Regions from separate parts of the Pan troglodytes genome. Here region 2 is linked to region 1. Evidence: chromatin contacts called from public HiChIP or PLAC-seq data. All regions are on one chromosome and are shown on one strand. Each heading gives the region's core, a stretch centred on a gene start, on an enhancer-like site or on the middle of the called end of the contact. The rest is flanking DNA. Distances are from core to core; before and after follow the strand shown. Region 1 holds the start of MMAA (metabolism of cobalamin associated A). Region 2 holds the start of LSM6 (LSM6 homolog, U6 small nuclear RNA and mRNA degradation associated).

Region 1 (4,786 bases), core at 1,434-3,933:
TTTAATTAGAATTTTTCAATCTCAGCACTATTGACATTGGAGGCCAGCAAATAGCTGTGGGGGACTGTCCTGTGCATTGCAGAATATTCAGCTGTTTCTCTGACCTCTGCCTTCTGATAGCAGACTCTCCAACTGTGACAACCAAAAATGTCTCTGGACATTGCCAAATGTTCCCTGGGGGCAAAAAACCCTCTGGTTGAGACCCATGTTTTAATGTCTGTAGAATCTTTAGTGTTCTTTCATTCCAGATACTGGTAATTTGTCTATTTTTAAAATGAGTTTTTCTAGAGTTTTGCAGGCTGTACAAAAGAAGACTATGCACTGGACTTGGCCTGTAGACCAGTTTGCTGATCCTGACTTAGATCACTGATTTTTTTTCTTCTTGTCTAATAAAGGTATGAAAAAACTACAAATTTCCCTCTGAGAATGCTTTAGTTGTATTTCATAAACTTTGAAATGTTGTATTGATGGTTATTAGCCAATTAATGGTTATGGTGAGTGTTTATGAAGGTAACATGAGCTTGACTGTTATTCCAACAAAAGAGCTTACAAACAGACTTTTGGTTCTGTGTGAGATGAGCAATGAAGAACAGTAAGTACTTTCCCAACTAGTTGATAAATTAACATAAACATCCATAATCTGGCAACAATATTCTTTTGGCTCCTATCCCTAAAAAAAGCCAGTCTGCAACATCCAAAACATTTACCAAGACGAGGAAATTGCAATGATTTTCTTGTACGTTATGGAGTATTAATTTGCTGCCACCTGCTGGGATGCAGAAATGGGTTTCCAGCATTGCTAGCTACAATTTGTCCTCAACTATTTATTTTGAAAATTTTCAAATCTATAGATGAGTTAAAAGTACATTTATATACTATTCACCTGAAACTACCAACTTTTTTTTTGTTGTTGTTGTTGTTTTGTTTTTTTGAGACTGGAGTCTCTGTCGCCAGGCTGGAGTGCAGTCGCGCAATCTCGGCTCACTGCAACCTCCGCCTCCCGGGTTCAAGCGATTCTCCTGCCTCAGCCTCCGGAGTAGCTAGGACTACAGGCACGTGCCACCACACCCAGCTCATTTTTGTATTTTTAGTAGACATAGGGTTTCACCATGTTGGCCAGGATGGTTTCGATCTCTTGACCTGGTGAGCCATCCGCCTCGGCCTCCCAAAGTGCTGGGATTACAGACGTGAACCACTGCGCCCAGCCCAGGTTCAAATTTTTTAAATCCTTAAGGCTATCTAGTTGACAGCTGTCTTTAATGTAGATCAGTCCTCCTGCCTTTTTTTATTGTCTTCCTTATTAACCTTATTGAAAAGTCCGAACAAATCACATTCAGAATTTATCTGAGTGTTTCCTCACAATCAGATTCAGGTTAAACATTTTTGGCAAGAGCTCTACAAAGGTGTATTTCCCATAGTCTCATAATGACAGGTTCATATTTTCGCCAGTATTGGTGATGCTAGCAATTTTTTTCCCATGAAGCATCTATTAACATTTTGCAAAACACTAATGTTCCATGGAAATGTGTTCCCTAAGCTGTACTGTTTAGAAAACTTCTGAATAAAAAAGTGACATGCATGAAAGTGTTTGAGTTTGTAGAACGAAAAGCAGGTAAGGATTAACTCAATTTTAAAATTAACAAACTTCTTCACTTCTAAGGTAGCACAAACTGAGCTTTCATCAAACGTAACCCTTTCCGAAACAATTGTTCAGATGAGCAACGCCAAGTTTAAAGAAAGGAAGTAAACCGTCTCAAGAACTGTCATTCTGTTTGTGTTCAATAGGCTGAGATTTGAAAGGTCTGATTCTATGTTCTTTCTACTAGATCCTCGGCTTCATTTAGACTTGTGCTTAATTTTCTGTCATTGGCTATTGAGTCTACAATCTTTGGAGTAAAAGTGGTAGTCTTTTGGTCCAAATAGTAATAATGAAAATGGTGAGACCAGTAATTCATTTTTTATTATTCTGTATTCAGTAAGAATCAACCTGTATCAAATAGCTGAAAAGGCCTGAAGCCTCCCAAATGCATATCATTACACAAATTCTGTGTGAGGACTGACATCTTGGTTTCATATACTAATTATACTGCATGGGCCCCATTTATAACCATATCTACTCGTCATTTCATCCTGGCTACTGCCGATGGATGCTATCTTTATCACATTATAGCAAACATTTGGGTGATTTTTTCTCAAAAATTCTAGATTAGCATACAACGGCTTTACTACTTACACGTTATCTAAGACGTTTTTTAAGAATTAGTTACTACTCCGCCCACGCAGTGAGGTAGCAAATATTATGCCTGTTTATTTTCATCTCCATTTCAGGCTTGTGCGCCTTTCCCCCCTCGGGACTTCCCGAGGACACCCCTGCAGCAGTGAGCCCGAGTCCTGGCTTTGGCTGCATGTTAAGAAATATTAATCAAAATGAATGGGTGCCCTTTAAGAGAAAAAAACTGTGGGTCCTTCAGCCTTTAAAAACCATGCCGTGGTTTAAAAACTTAAAACTATATTTCGGCAGAACGCTGAGCATTTCTTCAAATCACTCTGAGAAGCTTGAGTGTCTTTAATTTCACCGGTCTGTCAAACGTAACGCGTCTCTCCCTCACCCCACATTTTAAGTTTCCAAGGAGCGGAAGAAGGGCCTCCGGGGGTCCCGGCCGCCGCAGGCTGCTGGGGGTGAGGGCACGACTCGGCCTCCGTCCGACTCGAGGGTGTCGCGAAGGCCAGGAGGGAACGAAAGTTACCCTCGAACTTCGGAGGCGAAAGATTTCATGTGGATCTTAAAAAGGGCAAAACCTACCCCAAAGGACGTAAACCGCCCTCCCCTCCCCCGCCAGAGAACTTCCCGGCGCAGAGCTTCCGCAGCCTGCTGCAGGCCGGGAGACCTTCACGCTCACTCGCTCTCCGCCACACGCCGGAACTGCGCGGCCACGTCCACGGGGACCCTGGCCATGCCCCGCACCGCCACCCGGCCCCAGGCGATCCCCGGGCCCCACGCGCCTGCAGTCGGCGCTGCGCCTGCGTGGGAGGATCCGGCGGAAGGGGCGGGGTCAGGTGGCACTTCCGTGGCTTCGGGCGGGTGAGTATGGGGAGTGCGCGCGGCGTCCAGGAGTCGGGACTGGGCTCCCGCCTACGGCCGCCCTCCCGCCGGGGGGCCAGCGCGGTCCTCCGGGGCGCCCCCTGGAGGATTTGGGGTGGGGGAAGGAAAAGGAGAGTATTATCGAATATTCTCCTAATATTGATGTTAGGGGTGCGGATATGTGTGGACAGGCAGGAGTCGGCAAATGGGTTCAAATGGAAGGTTTAACAAAAAAAGGCCCTGTACGTAAACAGTGTTTTAAAATTCTCATCTTGGTTAGGTTTCTCAGGTTATCTCTGAGCCACAGCAAGGCAGCTTTGTTAAGGTGGCTCTTCCCTTGTCGCTGCCAAACCCGGTAAATGGTTAACCTGAGGCCGCGTCAGAGAAAGCCACTATGACTCCTACCAAAGAGTGAAATTGAAACTCTTTTCCGGGAAATAAAATCCAGGATATAAAAGTTGGATTCAAACTAAAAGTTACAAACAGTATCTAGGTTCCGTCACATGGCGTGCCGGGCAGGGCCTAAATCTCTTTCAGCAGAGGGCATGCTGTCTTCATATGTATTTCTCATTAGAAAATGAAAGACGACCTAAACCAAAATAATATAAAAATTTTGTATTATCTGTCTTAAGAGTTGTACCCTAATCCATATGTTTAGAAAACATAAACTAATAAAACTTTTCCAACTTGGTAGAAAGCCAAAAGTTTCCAGAAAAACTGTGTGGATTATTCAGCATTTTGCTGTTGTCTACAATGTTCAGAATATTCTTTTACAATAATTTTGCACTAAATACCGGTTTGTGTTCAGGGTAACAAGAGGTTTTTAAAAAGTCAAAGACAAGGACAGGTTTTTTAAGGGCTGTATTCTATTAGGAGAGACAAAACTAGCATGAAAATTTACATATCCATAAGAAATGTAAATCACCATTTGAGATATTTGAAGATGTCAAAAGAAAACCTTTATTTAGAATGGAAAGAGCTGGTGAATGCTCGAAACATTTACCATTTAGCTGATTGTTGCCATGTGGGAATGGGGGTCTCTCAAACGCAGGTCCGATTTTCTCCAACACAGGCCAAAGATCTGTATTTTTACGTATTTTTTCTTGATTTTTAATGTTACTTGCAACCAATTTAGTTAACACACACCTTCTGTGGGTGGGCCAGGTGCAACTAGTTTGTGACCTCTGCAGATTTTCACCTTAGTACAGTCCTACACTTACACAATGGTTCAGTTAAAGATTTTTTGACTTTACAGTGGGTTTATCCAGACACAGACCCGATTGTAAGATGAAGACTCTTTGTATTCAGAAATAATTGGAATTAGAGATCAGAAAAAGTCCTAGAGACTGGGATGGTCAGGAAAGATTTTAAGCTGGGTAGTATAGGAGAGATATCATAGATGGGGAAGGATGTAAAAGATGAGTTAAATCTTGGGGTTGGGAGAGTGGCAGGTTTGGAAGATAGTAAACTCTCCTTAGAGGAATTTTGGAAAGGCAAGCGCAAGAGGTGCTGCTGGCCTGGGGACTACACTTTGAGAACCACTGTCCTAGGGTACGGTGAACTTTTGGAGGAATTTGAGTAGGAGGCTAAGGAGATCACATTCACCTTTCAGAATGAGTCTTGCTGTGAAGTCTGAAAGGAGGACTGAGGAGGGAGAGAGAAAAGAGGAAAGTTTCTTAGAGGTGATTAGCACCTGCTTGATGC
Region 2 (4,786 bases), core at 1,451-3,950, 550 kb after region 1:
AAGAGTTCTCTTAGCATTTATATATCTGCATTTGTCTATTTTAAGCATAATAGCTTCAAGAGAATGAAAAGACAAGCCATAAACTGGGAGAAAATATTTGTAAAACACATATCTGATAAAGAACTATTATTCAAAATATACAAAGCGCTCTTAAAACTCAACAAAAAGAAAGAACAAACTGATTCAAAATTGGGCCAAAGACCTGAACAACCAAAGATATACATATGGCAAATAAGTATATAGAAAGATCCTCCATATCATATGTCACTAGGGAATTACAACTTTAAACAACTATGAGATAGTCACTAAGCAGCTATTAGACTAGTCAAAATCCAAAGGACTGGAAGCACCAAATGCCCGTGAGGATGTGGAACAATGGAAACTCTCATTCACACCTAGTGGGAATGCAAAATGGTACAGCCACATTGTAAGACAGTTTGGCAGTTTCTTACAAAACTAAACATACCCTTGCTATATGATCTAGCAGTCATACTCCTTGATATTTGCCCAAATAAGCTGAAAACTTATTTCTACACAAAAACCTGCATACACATATTTATAGCAGCTTTATTCATAACTTCCCAAACTTGGAAGCAACCAAGATGTCCTTCTGTAGGTAAATGGATAAATAAATTGTGGTACATCCAAATAATGGAATATTATTCAGAACTTAAAAGAAATGAGTTGTCAAGCCATGAAAAGGCGCAGAGGGGTCTTAAATGCATATTTCTAAGTGAAAGAAGCCAGTCTGAACAGGCTACACAGTGGGGTGGTGCAGTGTATGCACCACTAACTGTGTACGGTATGATTCCAAATGTATGATATTGTGGAAAAAGGCAAAACTTTGGAGACAGAAAAAAGATCAGCGGTTGCCAGTGGGGAGGAAGGGATAAATAGGTGGAGCACAGAGAATTTTTAGGGCAGTGAAACTATTCTGTATGATACTGTAATTGTGGGTACATTTCATTATGCATTCGTCAAAACCTATAGAATGTGCAACACCAAGAGTGAACCCTAATGTAAACTTTGGCCTTTGGATGATAATGATGTGTCAGTGTAGGTTCATCAGTCCTAACAACTAAATGAAACTAAACTACATAAGTTAAACTAAAGCTTGCCAAAATATTTTTATGACTTTAAGGCTCCTTAATAAATTAATGTTTACATTCAGGGTTTTGAAGACTAGTATTCACCAAAGGTCTTGCAGTGTTTTCTTTGCATCATAAAAGATGCTGAAAGCAAAAACCTGGGAAATACGGAAAATTGCCTTGTGAGTTAGTAAAAGTCATTTATAAGCTGCTGAGGGGCTTTTGGGAACAGCCACACTTTTTATAAGCTTGTTAGCTCATGAATTAATTCAAGATGCCCACCCCGTGTGTCAAACTGGGCCCTTACCCAGCTACTCGCCTTAGAGAAGGTTGCAGCTGCTCGGCAGATGAACTAGGCCCTTAAAACTCCTCATGGCTCCCTACCCACCACACTAGTGTTAACGGCTCGATTAGGGCTCTGTAGGAAAGGGAAAGAAGTTTGAATCAAAAATTTTCTTTTTTTTTTTTAATAATTTAAACAATCAGTAAGGAATGTGCAATTTGATGTCGTTTGCAAAGAAAGTTTTTAGGAACAGGGCTTTTTATCCTATTATGTTTGTTCTTTGCATGTAATTATTTGATTTAAATGGTACTTTTCTTAAAATTTTTATTTACATTGTATTTTATATTGCAAGAACTTCAAATACAGCCCTCACAATAAATCAGTAACTGTTCGGTTTTTATCCAAACTGAGCTTTTATAGAAGGATATAAGGAAGTCTCTATTCTTTAACAAATCATATCCAGTTGTTTTCTGTCCCTAATATCAATCAAAAGTTCATTTCTTCTGCCTTTAACCAAAAGAAGTTTACAAGGGAGGAACTCTTTATCTTCGAAAAAAATTTTGCATCTTAGATTTTATAACACCTAATGGGGTTAAGGATCTGTGTTGAAAGATCTTATCACTCTGTGTATAGTGTTACAAATCATAAATATAATTAAAGTATAAGTTTTCAACTGATGAGAGTATATGTGGAGGGGGAAAAAGGAATCAAGTCCTGGTGTAACAGTTCTCTTCTTTTTCCCCTTCAATTCCATTAATAGAAAGAGTATTGAGAATTCATGCAAAATTCCAAACCAAGTTCCCATACTAGCACTGAAATAAGTCTGCACACCATTTCCAATAGGAACTAGTAATGTAACACAATTAATGTCATTATAATTTGGAGTTACTTGAGTGATTTTGATTATTTTTGTATCAATTAACATTGCCATGGAAACAGTCTCTTGCTAAAATGGCTTAAGTCTTCACACATTTAATCAATATCCAGAGGTAGATTTAAAGACTTGAGGTGTTTCATTTATTTATTTATTTGCTTTAAACTATTCAAGGACGTTTCTGGGTACACAATGCCGTTACTTAAACAGTAAATTCCAGTTTCCTATGACTTCAAGTTATTTTTTACACTTCTGTAAATAAATCCTGCCCAAAAGATCACTTCTAGTTTCCTGGAATTTTGTTTTTGTTTTGTATTGTATTTGTTTTGTACTCAGATTTCTGTTAGAGGAACTCCACTGCACCAATTTTGCTACTAGACAAACCAGGATTCTTGGATTTGCGCGCTTTGGTGCTGACAGGCTTTTTCGGCCTCAGCGGGCTGCCGTAGCAGAGAAGAGCACTGATTGGCTGAGGCAGAAAAGTGCCCCTGCCTCGGCGCTTTCGGTTTTGGCTGGGATCATCCGCGGCGGCCGGGCTCGTGGGGCGCTTGGAGTGAGGGTTCTGGTTCCCGCCGGCGAGGTGAGCCGCACCGCTGCGCGGGCCGACGACGGGGCCGGGCGCAGCCCCAGGTTCGGTGCCCCAGTGTTCAGTCGCGCTGTGGAGCGGCGGCTGCAGCGGCCCTAGGCCGGGCGAGGCAGCCCCGGAAAGGGCCTGCGGTGAACGGGCTGGGGCTCCGGGAAGGGACCGCTGGGTGGCGGGTCCCCGCGAAATGCCGCGTCCAAGCTCTCCGCGCATGGAATGGCTGGGAGAGGTCTGATGGTGGGCGCCGGGACCGCCCTCAGCGAGGCGCCTAGACTGCGCGGAGAGGAGCGGCACCGTCCCGGCTCCTACCGAGTTGGCGTCCGAGACCAATTCAGGTTGTTGAAGTTCCCCAGGGAGCCCCGACGCTTATCCCAAGATTCGGCGGGAAAGCGGATCCCGAACCCAGGCCTAGGCTTCGCCTGTCTTCCAGGAGGGCTTCAGGGAATTGCGAACCCTCCCCTACATCGGGGTGGCTGCGCCTGACCACAGGAATTAAAGGCTGGACTCGCCTGTCTTACCGAGTTGTCAGGTCGAGGAACCCGATTGTATGGTCTTAAGTCCTATCGCCCGAGGTTTTCTGTGCGTATGCGTGTCCGCACACCTGCATAGCAGGCATTTTTCAGGTGTGTAGGATTAAGATGATGCGGATTACCCTGCCCCACTGCTCTTAGTAATACGTGACTATTATAGAAAATTGCAAACATAGAAGACTTTAGTGAAGAAAACAATATTCACTGAACCCTTTCACCTACGATCATTTTCTCTTGTATGTGCTAGCTTCTACTTGAACTAAGAGTGTACATGTTTAATCACTTAACAGTATAGTTTCCCACTTCCATTTAAAAACTCTTCCTAAATATTATTCTAATTTTGTATCTTCTTTTGATTGTCCCATCATTGTGGGTCCCAGTGTCGGTCCCGTAAATTATTCAGTCATTTCCCGATTGTGGGACATTAGATTGCTTTTGAATTTTTACATCATCTTAGCATCCCAGATAGTGCTTTGATAAACTCTTTTCCCTCTATTTTTTAGATTCTTTCCTTGGACTAGATTCTCAGAAGTGAAATTATCAGATCAGATGCTGTCATCTGAAAGGTCTGTTTTAGGCCTTCATACACATTGCTGCAGTGTTTTCCAAAAAAGTTTTAGAGATGTTTGGCAATTTTACTTGCTTGAATATTGTGCAGAAATCTTGAGAGGCTTGTGTTTGTGGTGTGTGTGTGTGTGTGTGTCACTGGCGTTAATGCGTTAGACTACCTGAATGTTAGGGCAGGAAGAGACTTAAGTGGTCATCTGGCATAACTCCCTTATTTTGCAGATGAGGAACCTGGGGCCATGAGAAGTGAAATTATGAGTTATCCAAGTCACACAGCTAATTAAGTAGCAGAGCTGGGATTAGAACTCAGGTTTCCTGCCTCCCAAGTGAGTACTCTGTGCTGTATCAGGCAGTCTCTCACTGAACTGTGGCATAGTAGATACTAGAATTTAAAAATTTGTTTACATCACCTGGGTTATTCTCTCCTTTTAAAAGTGTACTAACAGATTTTAATCATCGGAGAGACCTGTAACACTGAAAAATTGGAAAGTGATCATTTTCATGGCCAAGACTAGAAATCCATTATTTAGAATGGCAACCCCTTCAAGATTTTGACAGTTGTTTTCAGGTTCCCTATATGTTACAATAAAACATCTCTGATTAATTATAATCTACACTCCATCATTTGGTTAGAATGTAGCTTTTGGTTATCATTTGCTGCACCTTGGAGATTTCTTTAAAACTCCTCACTTTAAAACCAGAGAACAATTTTTTTTATTTTTATTTATTTTTATTTATTTTTTTATTTAGGGCTTATAGCAGAGATTCTCAACTTCCATTGACATTTTGTGCTGGGCAGTCCTTTGTTGTGGAGGGCCGTCCTGTTGTAAAATGTTTAGCAACATCCCTGGTCTCTACCCA

What was found. HiChIP or PLAC-seq counts read pairs in DNA pulled down with a chosen protein or histone mark.
Region 2: an H3K4me3 HiChIP or PLAC-seq map of stem cell-derived excitatory neurons shows a contact between it and region 1, with 2.2 times the contacts expected there. The contact joins the promoter of LSM6 here to the promoter of MMAA in region 1. A contact is called at or near these places in 1 of 7 Hi-C or Micro-C datasets (stem cell-derived neural progenitor cells) and 1 of 1 datasets of contacts at active chromatin or transcription factors (stem cell-derived excitatory neurons).

Annotation. Positions count from the first base shown.
Region 1 is chr3:147,407,400-147,412,185 of NHGRI_mPanTro3-v2.0_pri, forward strand. It overlaps MMAA (metabolism of cobalamin associated A), which reads left to right and starts at 2,684. Exons shown (of 7, transcript XM_526697.9): 1 at 2,684-3,082.
Region 2 is chr3:147,960,385-147,965,170 of NHGRI_mPanTro3-v2.0_pri, forward strand. It overlaps LSM6 (LSM6 homolog, U6 small nuclear RNA and mRNA degradation associated), which reads left to right and starts at 2,701. Exons shown (of 4, transcript XM_003310475.4): 1 at 2,701-2,825.